2 separate regions of the Mus musculus genome follow, and region 2 is linked to region 1. A link is a contact called in public ChIA-PET data. All regions are on one chromosome and are shown on one strand. Each heading gives the region's core, a stretch centred on a gene start, on an enhancer-like site or on the middle of the called end of the contact. The rest is flanking DNA. Distances are from core to core; before and after follow the strand shown.

The links. ChIA-PET counts read pairs in DNA pulled down with a chosen protein or histone mark.
Region 2: an RNA polymerase II ChIA-PET map of memory CD8 T cells shows a contact between it and region 1, with 106 read pairs. The contact joins two enhancer-like sites. A contact is called at or near these places in 2 of 484 Hi-C or Micro-C datasets (macrophages and regulatory T cells) and 4 of 115 datasets of contacts at active chromatin or transcription factors (CD8 T cells, Th17 cells, memory CD8 T cells and 1 more).

What each region holds. Positions count from the first base shown.
Region 1 is chr10:19,102,008-19,108,184 of GRCm38.p6, reverse strand. It overlaps the pseudogene Tpi-rs5. Among named protein-coding and RNA genes, the nearest start is that of 1700124M09Rik, 18 kb to the right of the region's middle. Within about 2 kb of position 3,419, at least 98 of the 459 cell types and tissues checked have an H3K27ac peak or open chromatin away from gene starts, as enhancers often do. A contact at or near this core is called in CD8 T cells, Th17 cells, memory CD8 T cells and 1 more, where this site is marked.
Region 2 is chr10:19,489,630-19,496,306 of GRCm38.p6, reverse strand. Gm33104 (predicted gene, 33104) reads right to left here. Exons shown (of 4, transcript NR_152784.1): 2 at 5,290-5,352. Among named protein-coding and RNA genes, the nearest start is that of Gm33104, 6.3 kb to the right of the region's middle. Within about 2 kb of position 4,401, at least 26 of the 459 cell types and tissues checked have an H3K27ac peak or open chromatin away from gene starts, as enhancers often do. A contact at or near this core is called in CD8 T cells, Th17 cells, memory CD8 T cells and 1 more, where this site is marked.

The DNA of each region.
Region 1 (6,177 bases), core at 2,170-4,669:
TTGGGAGATGGTCCTCTGGGCATGTCTCTGGGAAAGTATCTTGATTTTGCTGACTGACATGGAAAAATACCTCCACTGTGGGCGGCACCATTCCCTGTGCTGTACAAATGGAGAAAGGGAGCCAGGCAGCCAGTCAGCGACATGCATTCCTTCTTCTCTTAATTTGGATGTGATGTGACCAGCCATTTCCATCTCCTTCTGACTTGACTTCCTCATGGGAAGGGATGGTGTTTGTACTGTGAACTAAGATAAACCCTTTGCTTCTGAAGTTGTTGTTTTCCCCCCTGTTTTATCAGAGAAACAGAAAAAAGCAACTAAGATATTTTACATTAATAAAGTTCACCCTAAGAAGTAGAATGCACTGCTCAAATGACTCCTGGTAAGTTTTTAAATGTGTAAATACATACATATTACATAACACATAATAATACAAAACTTGGCACTTCCCAATCTCTAAGTATGGAATTAACACATTCTCACATGGTAGAACTGTCACTGCCATTTAGCTTCTGAACATTTTCAGTTTCTATAATGGAAACATGGGAAATTCACATGCATGACCAGATAAATATTTACAAAGAAGTAAACACTCTAATGTGTATATCATTTTAAACTTTAAAGTATTAGTTTCATCATTTGAATAATTCCCTACACATGGATAATACAAAGTGAGAAATTTTTTGACAGTGAGGGTTTTTAATGCTATGCCAATTTTTTTTTAAAGGTCACAGAAATTTTCGTTTTATTTTTCCTTCATTATTAAGATCACTAAGGCATGATATCAACCTGTATCTTCATTTTCATGGTCGTTCAGTCAAATGTAAATCAAGGGCTACCTATATATAAAACTGCATGTAATTTACTGGCAGAAACAGTCCTTGGCAGAAACATGACAGATTGACACAGCTATCCTAGAAAAGAAGAAACCTGAAAATTCACCTACAGCCAGTGATGGTGGTCATGGTAAGACATAGCGGCAGAAGGATCAATAATTCAAGGCCAAGCTTCAATAGGCACTAAAGTTCTAAGGCAGTCTGGGATATATGAAATCCTGTCTCAAAGCCCAACAAATAAGTTAGAAAACAAGAGAATATAAAAATTACTTTAGGACCTAGGGGAAGGGCTAGTGAGATACCTTAAGAAGTAAAGATGCCAAATGATTTGAGTTTCATTCAAATCATTGGATCTCAGAGATACCAGGAGAGAATTGACTCCCAGAGATTTCTTCTGGCCTCCATATGTAGGCTGTGACAAGTATACACCTGCAAACACATATATACACACTAAATAAATAAAATATAACTTTTAAAGAGTTTTAAAAGGCAATAAAAGTTTTAAATGCAAGAAGGAAAAAGGGAATATATAAAGAAAATAGATCAATGAAGTCAAATGACCCAACATTTTTATTCTTAAATATTTCAGAGAAGTGAAGATGTGATCAAGCAAAGATTGACACTCCCATGCACAAAACTTTTGCTAAAAGTGGCCCCAGACATTCAACAAACAAGTGCGACATCTGGAAAGTAACAAGCTGCTCTTTACTAAAGTGAAATGACCTGCTAAGTTTTCACCAACACAGGCTTTAACTTTACATTTTTATGACATTTATTTGTTTGTTTATTTATTGTGTGTGTGGTAAGGAGAAGGATTTCAGAGTGTAGATTTCAAAGGACAACTTTCAGAAATTGGTTCTCTCCTTCTGCTCTCTGTGTCCCAGGAATCACTAGGTCAGGAATAAGTGCCCATATCTATTGAGCTATCTCAAAGACTGGGATTTTAACATTTAGACTTATTTTATGTATATGAATGTTTGGTTTGCATGTATGTCTGTGTACTACATGCACGTCTGATACACAGAGAAGACAGAAGAGGGCTCCAGATTCCTTGGAACTAAAATTATGGATGACTGTAAGCAGCCATGTATGTCCTGGAATTAAATCCTAGTCCTCTGCAAAAGCATCAAGTGCCCTGCCATTCACTGCAAAGCCATCTTGCTGGGCCCTCGCTTTAAAACAGTCTTGTTTTTTTCAGATTTATTCTACAGGTTTTAACTTTAAATGGAAATATTATGTTGTATAAAGGAGGCCAGTCACTAAAAGATACATAGCAAACCATATAATTTTCCTGGTATCTGCTGTAAGGCAAGGTGACAATAAGCAGACATGTAGACATTTTTTAGAGTGATGTAATATTTAAATGCTTCATTTGTTATGGTGGTTGCTTGCATTTCTACATTTGCCAAAACTTATCAAATTGTACACTTAAGTGGACTTGTAGAAATAAATATATAGTAATCAGAAAGACATGGTTTTATAAGCTCTTCTTGGATTATGTTTTTTGATTGTTTGTTTTGAAGTCAATTGTTTAAGACAGATATTCACTCTGTTTAGTTAAGACGAGTCTGGAAATTACTATGTAGCATCGGCTAGCCTCAAACTAGTAGTCATTGCCTGTCCTGGTCTCCTAAGTGCTGCGATTCCAGGCTTGAGTCTTCCTGCCTGGTATTTTCCTCTAACTCTAGACCTTTAAGAACCAAGAGTGTTGGCAGTGGGGCTGAGGAGGCAGTGTTTACAATAGCGCGTTCATAATTCTGCCAGAGTACCCTTGTGTGTGGTGTCTTGGTGAAATTGTCCTCTTCTGCACCACACTGGGTCACTGTGCAAAAACTCCTCCCTCCCTTTGCTACTTCAGGCTCTTCCCCCCACCCGCCGTAGGAGTCAGAACCATCTTTATATTTAACGACACAGAAGTCCAGCAAAAAACGAGGGAAATTGCAACCAGCTGTTTTCTTGTCTGCCTTAAGTGCAGCTCCAGACATGGTTGCTAAGGGAAAGTGTGTTTTCTTTTTTAACATGGTTTACAACCAAATGCTGTACACTAAAACAGAAACACCTTCTCCAAGTTCCTTAACAACAAGCCACCCACTTCCTCAGTTTTTTTTTTTCCAGGAATTAGGTAATTGATAGGTGATAGTGCCTTGCCTCTCCCCTAACACACACACAGACACACACTTTACTTCCTGGGGGAATTCAGACCCAGTCTAAACCAGTTGCAGATGTCTGGCAGTTCCTCCATATCCCATAGCTGGAGCGGATATGGGGTTGACACTAGTAACCAGAGGCAGACTGGGCGTCATAAACCTTCCTTGTAGGCGACCTGTGGTTTACTACTTTGAAAGATGGCAAAGCAGACTTACATCTTAGCCCTAGACTCTAGGCAAAGGATAGCAGACCTCATTGTATGTCCTCAATTATCTCTCCTAGGCGTGGCCCTCTCTCAAAGAACCAATGTCAAGTGGAATCCAGGGCAGAGTCTACCCCACAGCATCCCTTACAAAAGCCGTGTCCCATGGTGGGTTCTGCTGGGACTGCAGATCATCTGTGCTTCCTGCTGCTGTGGTCTGTGTGAGGTGGGGAACTGCTGTGTGCTCTCTCTGCCTTCCTCACATGCTTTTGGTTTTGCTGTTGTGCACTGGGTTCTGCAGTACTGTGTGCAAAGCCAGAAGACACCCACCTGCTCTTGGAGAAACTCTGCCTCACAACTCAGCTTTTAAACTTATGCATTGTACACCAAGGTTGTGCTCACAAGGGCTCTCTTGCTGGATGTTAGGAAGCACCCAGCTTGCTAGGATTCTAAGTTGATTGCTGTACTGAAGTACTAGAGAAGGACGAAACTAAACAAAACAAAACAAGACAAAACAAAACTGGTCCTTCGATGCTTACAAGATGAACATGATATGGTCTAATGTTAATTCTCCAAATTAAAAAAAAAAAAAACAAGTTATAAGCTGCTGATGCCAAGTTTCAAGTTGTGAATTAGAAAGAGTTCCTGGGCAAAACACTGGCCTTCCTAGCCCAGGCTGTGCCTAGAGTCACAGTGTCCCTACTGTACTGTTAAACAGAGGAACACTACAACTGAGTAACCCCTAAGTCATGACTAATGGGATCTACCCCAGACCAGGATCTGAGCTTGACTTCAAAGGTCCCTAAGTCACCCCTCCAACCCTATCAGTTTTACTGTCTTCCAGCTACCTCCCCACAACCTTTGTGAGACTCCCTCTAAGAAGGCAGAAAAATGGCACCCACAGCAAATGATTCCAAACAGGTGAGTTCTAAATCTTAATCTAAAACATAGACATCTTGTCTCCATGCCAGCAGCATCTATTTTACTCCCAGAAGTCTAGAGACCTTAATCCAGCCCTGAACTGAAGTAGAAGTCAGGAAAACCTGTTTAGACTCTGCCACTGGAACTGTCATGTTTTATTCATGGATACTCTCAGGGATGACTTGGCCGTCAGTCTGGAAACTACAAAAACTGTTTCATTTGTCATGATTGTATATTAGAGGAAAATCATGTATTTCCCAAATAGGCATTGATAACTTCTAAAACTTTATTTTTAAAGCCCTTTAAAAATAAAGCATGGGGTTATTTCATCTTTAAGAGGTATTGAATTGTGGAATCCTGGATTCAAAATGGTAAACATTTTCTTATTTTCTAATCTGAACAAATTCACATAAGGATAAGTTCCTCTTAATGTTGCAGAAAAAAAAGTCATTTAGCTAACTAAAATAAAAATTAATCAATATCATCTCTCATAGGACGGGAAGGAATTTCCCTTTCTGCATAGCACATTAGGTACTTTAGAGAAGAGTTTCTTTGCCCTGGAAAAATACCAGACTAACCATGAATTATACTGCAGAAAGTAATGGCTGTGAATGTAACCTCTAGTAAAGTTATTTTTTTTTCCTCTTAAAACTAAGATTTGCTTTGATGTCACCAACATTTCCAAGTTGAGGGTCTCCTGATAATGATCTTACAGTGAGTCCTGGTGGATGTAGTTCTGGGCTAACCATCCAAGGAATCAACTGGGGTGTCACTAAACCCCAGCTTTGAAAGCACAAAGGCAGATAGAGACCTGGGAACTTCCCTGAATCTGACAGAGGGTTCCTGGCACCTAGCTAGCCTAGAACAAGAAGTTGTTCTCCCTGCTAATTCCTCATTTAGAAGGTGAGCAGAGCTACTCTGTGAAAGTCTGCCTCAAATAGTCAAAGCAACAACTCCTTCCCCTTCCAACCCCACCAAAAAGGACCTTAGTCTTTGTCAATGACCTTCATTAGTTGATGGGCTAGGGTCCTCACCTTGGTTATAGAGAGAAATTCAGTACAAGGGTGCCTTCCACTAGATGGCAAGAAATAAACCAGTCAAGATCTCTGGGAAGAGCAGACTAATACCAGCTCCAGTCATAAAAAAATTAAGCTGACCTTAGATGGCAGCATATGAAAAAGCTGTAATGTTAATGCTTCCCACCCCGAGGTGTTTATCTTCCTTCCATGTAGGATGCTTCACAAACACAATACCAGGACTTCAGCACTGTGGGGGAGGGGAGTATCCCAGTCTTCTTAGAGTAAGAGGATCTTGGCCTTAATATATACTGAAATTCAGACCCAAAGGCTCTGAACTTCTGCATCAGACATCCGGTAGGGCTTGGGAGTGAAGCTTAGAGCCAAGGCCATCTAAATGACAGGCCAAAGTGACACGAAGCCCATTTCCTGTCCTCCAACCATGAGTTTCCGTCCCAAACCAATGGAAGGCGATTTCACTTGTTAGGGCCCAAAGGGACAGTCAGTTCTACTCCTTCCACTCCCCAGGAAGCCACCTTGGTGACATACTTGATTCTAACCATTCTAAGTAGTAAAGGGATTAAATGGTCCCAACCATTTTGGGGAGTTGTAAAAGGCTCCAGAAGGTACAGTGTGGATAAGGCCACAAGATGGGGTAGATGATGTCATCAGAAGCATGTGACTGGTGGGAGCAGTTCCGGGCAACCTAATCCATGCTATGCAGGCAAGTAGAAGGATGGGCAGTGCTCATTGTTTGGCATTGATGATGTCCACAGATTCAGGCTTGAGAGATGCACCACCCACAAGGAAGCCATCCATGTCAGGCTGACTTGCCAGCTCTTTGCAGGTTGCTCCAGTGATAGCACCTCCATAAATGATCTGGGTGCACTGAGCCACCCCATCAGAGACATTGGATTTCAGCCATCCCTGGAGCTTCTCATGTACTTCCGGTTGAGGGGTTGCAGTCTTGCCAGTCCCAATGGCCCATACAGGTTCGCAGGCCAGGTCCACCTTGCTCCGGTCCTTCACATTATCTGCGATGACCTTGGTTTGCTCA
Region 2 (6,677 bases), core at 3,152-5,651, 390 kb before region 1:
AGCAAGCCAGTAAGGAACATCCCTCCATGGCCTCAGCATCAGCTCCTGCTTCCTGACCTGCTTGCGTTCCAGTCCTGATTTCCCTGGTGATGAACAGCAATATGGAAGTGTAAGCTAAATAAACCCTTTCCTCCCTGATTTGCTTCGTGGTTATGATGTTTTGTCCAGGAATAGAAACCCTGACTAAGACAGTGGGTAATGTGCTTGCTGGCAAGCATGGAGACCTGAGTTAAGTCCCCGCTGAACATGTAACCGCTGACCAGGAACAACAACTGTGCACATTCGCATTCCCCCACCCCTGAAAGGGAAAAGTGAATGAGAGACAATCCTGGGGGCTTGCTGCCTAGTCAGTCTGGCTCAATAAATGAGCGCCATGTTCAATGACAGACCCTGTCTCAAAAAGTAAAATAGAAAACAGCAGAGGAAGACACCATAATACTCACCTCTGGCTGCCACATACATTCAGGTGCATACACAACACAGGTACATGCATGCAGGTTCATACATGGATACAGGTGCATGCATGCAGGGGCATACACCACACACCATACATGCACAAAGACGAATGTCTACCCACATATACTTCATAGACACATACAACATTGACCTGTGGAAAGAGATCACACATCGCCAACTTTTCTATAGATCCTATATGCCCTTCTATAACTTATGTGGTCAGCTTACCTTGTAATGTTCTGTGGTACTAACTGAGTCGGTCTTACTGTGGGGGGATGTTGAAAGCCACCCACTATTATTGCCTGTCTTCATAGATAGATGATGAAGCAAAGTCCCAGAGAAGCAAAATCAAGTTCAAGTCATTAAAGAAACTTTTCAAGCAGGGCGGTGGTGGCACACGCCTTTAATCCCAGCACTTGGGAGGTAGAAGCAGACAGATTTCTGAGTTTGAGGCCAGCCTGGTCTACAGAGTGAGTTCCAGGACAGCCAGGGTTATACAGAGAAATCCTGTCTTGAAAAAACGGAAGAAAGGAAAGAGAGAGGGGGGAAGAAAAGAAAGAAAGAGAGAGAGAGGAAGAAAGAAAGAAAGAAAGAAAGAAAGAGAAAGAAAGAGAGAGAGAAAGAAAGAAGGAAACCTTTCAAAATAAACTAATTATCAAAGTCATAAAGGGACAGGAGAAACAGGCAAAGGTCTCAGTCAGGAACTCTCTCTCTCCATAATTAATTTTGAAAATTCCATGTCTAATCTGGAACTAAATGTATCCTGTGGAAGAAAGTCCCCTGACTAGCATGGATAATGCTCCTTAATTCCCAGCAACCTTTCCCATCAGAAGTGGCATTCTTGAGTGCAGTAACCTCTTTTCATGCAGATTAGGCTTATTTCTACATGCTAGGTGGGTGCTTAACAGAGAGACGGAAGCTCCTTCAGTAATCACACACACTCAGCATTTGTTGAAGCATTTGTGCTCTCCTCTCCTGCACCGAGTTCTTCCTGTCCCTCTGAATGCCCTACGAGTTTAGTTTTGAAACCATCCCTATCTCCCGGTCCCACTGTCTGACCTTGAATTCTGGGCGTTTTTGTTCACTTGTCCATATCTTCACCTTTCTCTTTAGTCACTAACGTGTCTGTTTTCAGTTTCTCCGAAACTCCCAGATCTCTAAGTTTAAGGTCAGGCTCTAAACCACACCACTATCACCATGCTCTGAGTGAGCGCAGAGCAGATTCCTGGCATTAAGTAAGTCTAAGTCTCAGCTGTTTAAACAAACACATCCTGTTGCTTGCTGTGAAGGAAACCACCTTTCACTGACCCTTCAGCGAGGCTGGTTAACTTTAGAAATTTGGAGACTGTGAATCCAGCAGTGTGTTGCAGGTTCAGACCCTAATTAAACTTTATCTTGAGTCATCTTCAGACCTCCCGCTGATGTGGGGTTTTTTTGTTTTTTTGTTTGTTTGTCTTTTTTTGTTTTGTTTTTTTCTGTTCCTGTCTGTTTGTTTTGTTTTTTGTTTTTTGTTTTGTCTTCTTTTTGTTTTGTTTTTTCTGTTCCTGTCCTTGTGACTTCAAGGTAGAACCTTGAATGAATGAACTTACAGACTATTGGCTTCTACCAACCCAAAAGCTAGTAGCATCACTGGATAGCATCTAAGGTATTCCAAAAAGTCCACCTCTTTGTTGTAACCTGCTTATCAAATGTTTGCACTAATACATTTAAAAAGTACCTTAATTTGGGGTTCCCTATTTCTGGAAAAGCACGAAATTGCTACCTCGTTGGAACGTGGTATTTGGAGAAAGTAAAATCTGTGTTCCTGAGCCATAGTCACTCATAACTGGCTCTAGAATAAACTATCTCTTATCTTGTTGAGGCGAGCTGTTTCTCTCATTGACAATAATAGGGGTCTATGCAGGAGCAAGAGTGAGTCATGGTGGGAGGTTGACCTCTGGCACCCACACATGTGCACCTGCTGGTCTGAGCCAGATGAACATTAACCAGCAAGCAGTTGTCATCTCTGTAATGGTCTTGATGAATGCTAGTTTTCTTTAGTGTCATCTTGCTCTCCTCACTTGCCTTTGCTAACTTTTCAAAACATGTTGTTCCTAATACACACTCCAAAATGTAGGCTTGCTTTCCCTCCCCGCTAGCATCTGTGAACTTAAAGGTGGTCATGTTTCTAATCTTTCATGCTACTATTTAAAAACATGTCCAAGGCTAATCTCACTTGCTAGAGGTGTACTTTGGCTCAGCATTCAAATAGGATCCATCCTTTCTCCATTTCTAAAACACAAAAATCAAGTCTCCCTTACTAAATTTTTTATTTCAGTCCCAGATGCCTTAGGTGTTATACCTATCTTAGATATTATACATATATTATCTATGTTAGATATATATTATACATATATTAGATATATCTGTCTTAGATGTTATACTGCCTTAGATAGATATACTATCCTCAAACATGGTCTCCCTCCATGTGGAGCTTGGAGATCTGAGATGTGCAAGCTTGTGGTATCTGAGAAAACCGCAGAAGCACGGTGACCCCTCTCATGTTTGATACCCATCTCTCCTTATGGTGATTTACACGAAAATGGCTCTCGCGGGCTTCCAAATTTCAATTCTTAGTCACCAGGTTATGAAACCGAGAAGGCTTAGGGGGATTAGGAGGTGTTGTCTTACTGAGAGTGGACTTTGAGACTGCAAAAGCCTACACTGGGCCCTGTGTCTCTCCCTCTGTCTTCTTGATGCCCGTGGAACAGGATGTAAAGCTGCCTGCTTGCCTGCCTGCTGCCATGCTCCCTGCCATGGTGACAAAAGACCAATCCTCTGAAGCTGTAAGCCAGCACCCAGTGAAATGTCTTCTTTTCTAAGAGAAAACATTTGGTCATGATCCCTTTTCAACAATACAAAGGTAACTAAGACATCCCTGAAGCAGGTCAGACCCAAATGTTGGCTGGTTTTATGTCAACTTGACCCAAGCTAGAGGAATCAGAGAGGAGGGAGCCTCACTTGAGACAATGACTCTTAAGATCCAGCTGTAAGGCATTTTCTCAATTAGTGACCAATGGAGCCGGGCCCAGCCACTGTAGGTGGCACCATCCCTGGCCTCCTACAAGAAAGCAGGCTGAGCAAGCCATGAGGAGCAAGCCAGTAAGCCGCACCCCTCCATGCTCTGTATCAGCTCCTGCCCTGAATGAACTCCTGCCCTGTTTGAGTTCCTGTCCTCACTGCTTTTGAGGATGAACTGTTCTGTGAAACTTGGGGCTAGAAAAGCCATTGAGTCACTTCTGTAAGAGCTTGCTGCAAACAGTAAAAAAAAAAAAAAAACCTGGAGGCCTAGCTTGTGCAGTGTCAGCGGGAAGAAAAGACTCTACAGGACATTTTGTGTGAAGGATCTGTAGTTTTGGTTAGCTGGGGATGAAGAACCATCTGTGATGAACAAGATACCAGAACTACTAAAGTAAAATCCTTGCTGGATACTCAATGCTGGTTGGCCAGAGCTGAGAATTTAGCCACGATTACGAAGAAAGCAGCATTGTTGGGGTAAAACTTTCGGGGGAAGTGTTTTCAAGAGATTCAGCACACAGAAGCTGTGTTCCAGACAAGGCCATAAGTTGGACCTTGCGCTGGTAGCTGAACTTGATAGTGCGCCAACAAGGAAACACTGCCTTGAGAGCCTCAGTCTGTTGGCTCAGTCTCAGATCTGATCTCTGGGCCAGAGCTTTTGGTCCGAATCTCAGCTCTGGTACTTGGTATTTGGTATTTGTATGGCATGAGCACGTGATAAACTTCTGTGTCCCGGTTTCCTCATTTGTAAATTTCAATTAAAAATCATAGACAATGCATCATATAAATGCACACGTGATTTTAATGTACTAGCAACAGTGTTTACACTGCAAAGGTTGTCATGGCAGCTGCTTGATCCATGTACATCGCTCAGAACGATGTAGGGTACATGCTGAGCTGCATAAAGTATTATTTTTGCTTTTGAATTTCGTCCGTTTCACATTGGGGGTGGGGACACATGTTTTTGTACTTAGGGGTTTTAACTTGGAAATCAGAAAACGGTTCTGGTTCTAAATAGCTGGAGCTAACCAACAACCTTGCGGGGGGGGGGGGGGGCGCCTCACCCCATCACAACCGCTTGAGGATGCTGCCCCCTGGTGGTCCTTCTCCGGGGCTTCTACCACTCTGTTTCAGTCATGCCAGAATTTTGTTTGTCTTCTCCTTCCTTTAATCTAAAGGTCAACCTATCAGCAGCTGCAGCATTCCCTCACAAGCGTTTCTCAAAACACAGTTTGTAAGTCGCAGATGTACATATGCATTTCCACCGTTTGGGTGGCAGCTAAACGTTATACTTTTGGTAGGAATGTTTAGAAATGGTGAGAAAATTATGTGTCCACTCAGAGCACCTATTATGTAATCTTTTTAATTGATACACTTGAAAATGAGGTAAGTACCTGAGGATTCAAGCAGAGTCCTCTTTAGTACTGATATAAGCATTCATATTTAAAAAAATCATTCTTATGGACTCTAGGATAAATGTCCTATTGCATACCAAAATATAGAGTTTAAAAATATTAACGTCATTACTTTGACAAAATTTCTCAGGATCAAAGAGATAAAAGTTACAATGTTTGCACTTATGCTGCACATGTGTACTCTGTTTGGTCCTGTTTTCACCTGGTCATCTGCAGTGCCCACCCCAGCAACCTCTATCTTATTTCTTCAGGAATTTTCCACAATAACAAACAAACAAACATAAAACAAACAAACAAAAACCATTTGTTTTCAAGAGGAACTATGCAAAACTCTTCCTTTTCGGTTCTTTTGCAAACTTACATGACCCTGGAAGGTAGCTCAAGGGCGGATCACCTCGTCTGGATCACCTCTGTTACACAATTCCTAGCACCAAAAAAGGCAACATCAGAAGATCGGTGAATACTTTTTTTTTTCCTTTTAACACATTTGCTATCGTTTCTGATGGAGAATAAAGAATGAGTCTGAAGTTGTTAGGCGCTCGCTCAGCCGGCTGGAAGCCCGACATTCTCTCTATGCTTCTGCTGCCCGGCATTGTGGACAGAACATTACTCAAACCACAGGCTCCAGACTCCCAGGTAACTGAAGCCAGCAGGAAGCTCTGTTTGATATCAAGTGTGTGCTTTATCGACCTTTTTGTTGTGATGGGAAGAAGGGAACCAGCTTTGCTTTTATCTTGCCCTGTCGTAACATTGCCCAGTAGGTGGAGGCTTTTTTGGTGCACTGTGGCCAAACTCTTTGATAGATGCTGAATTTGTGATCATAAATTTTCTATAATAATAATAATGATAATAATAATAATAATAAATCAATGTTCTTTCCATCACCGTTACTAACATAAAATCTTACACAGCCACGTGTTTTATTAAAGCGGATCTAAAATTCTGCATTCAGGAACCACCACATAGAAAATACAACTTAATTTTCTTTCCTAAGAGACAGAAGCCTGTCCGTCCAGGGACAAAGGCTTACATCTAACAAAGCAATTTTGAACTTTGGAGTCAACCATATAGACTTTGAGCTAAACACAGTCTCGGTGTCTTATTATATTAGAAATACTCCTGCAGAATAAGAAAATAAAGTGTCTTTGTTTCCTCTACAAGTACTTAGTTTTCAATGAGCAAGTTAGAGTTTTTATATTTCATTTAATGAATATGCCCCCCCAATTGTTTTGCTTTTACACATGTGATGAAGCTATATTAAATCTACCCTTTTTTTTTGTAGGATGCCCTTGTGGGTTTAGACCTGAACACAATACAGTCACTGAGCAGAGACCAGGCTTAGTGCAATCACAAGCTCACCCCAGTGTTCCTGTACCATACTCTGTGGCTCCTCGTCTACTTTGGATAGTACTTGTTCCAACTCCTTAAGAGTTCTAGTAATTTACAGAAAGAATTCTCTTCATTAAAAGATGAAATGTGCTCTGTATTTTAGCCCAATATTTAACATTTAGTAGTAGTTTTGTGATTTAAGAGTCATAGATACTTTGGATGTTAATTATTTCTTTTATACCAATCTTTAGAGACATGTGCATTTAAATATCTGATTTCCCATTCTAGAAATATCGCAATCATCTCATAATTATGAATTAATGTTCTAAGCACATTTCTGTCTGTCACTATTGCCAGAATGTTTCAAGCATGTTACTGGGAAATAACCATGCAAGGAAAGAAGACTGGCTTCCTCAGTGG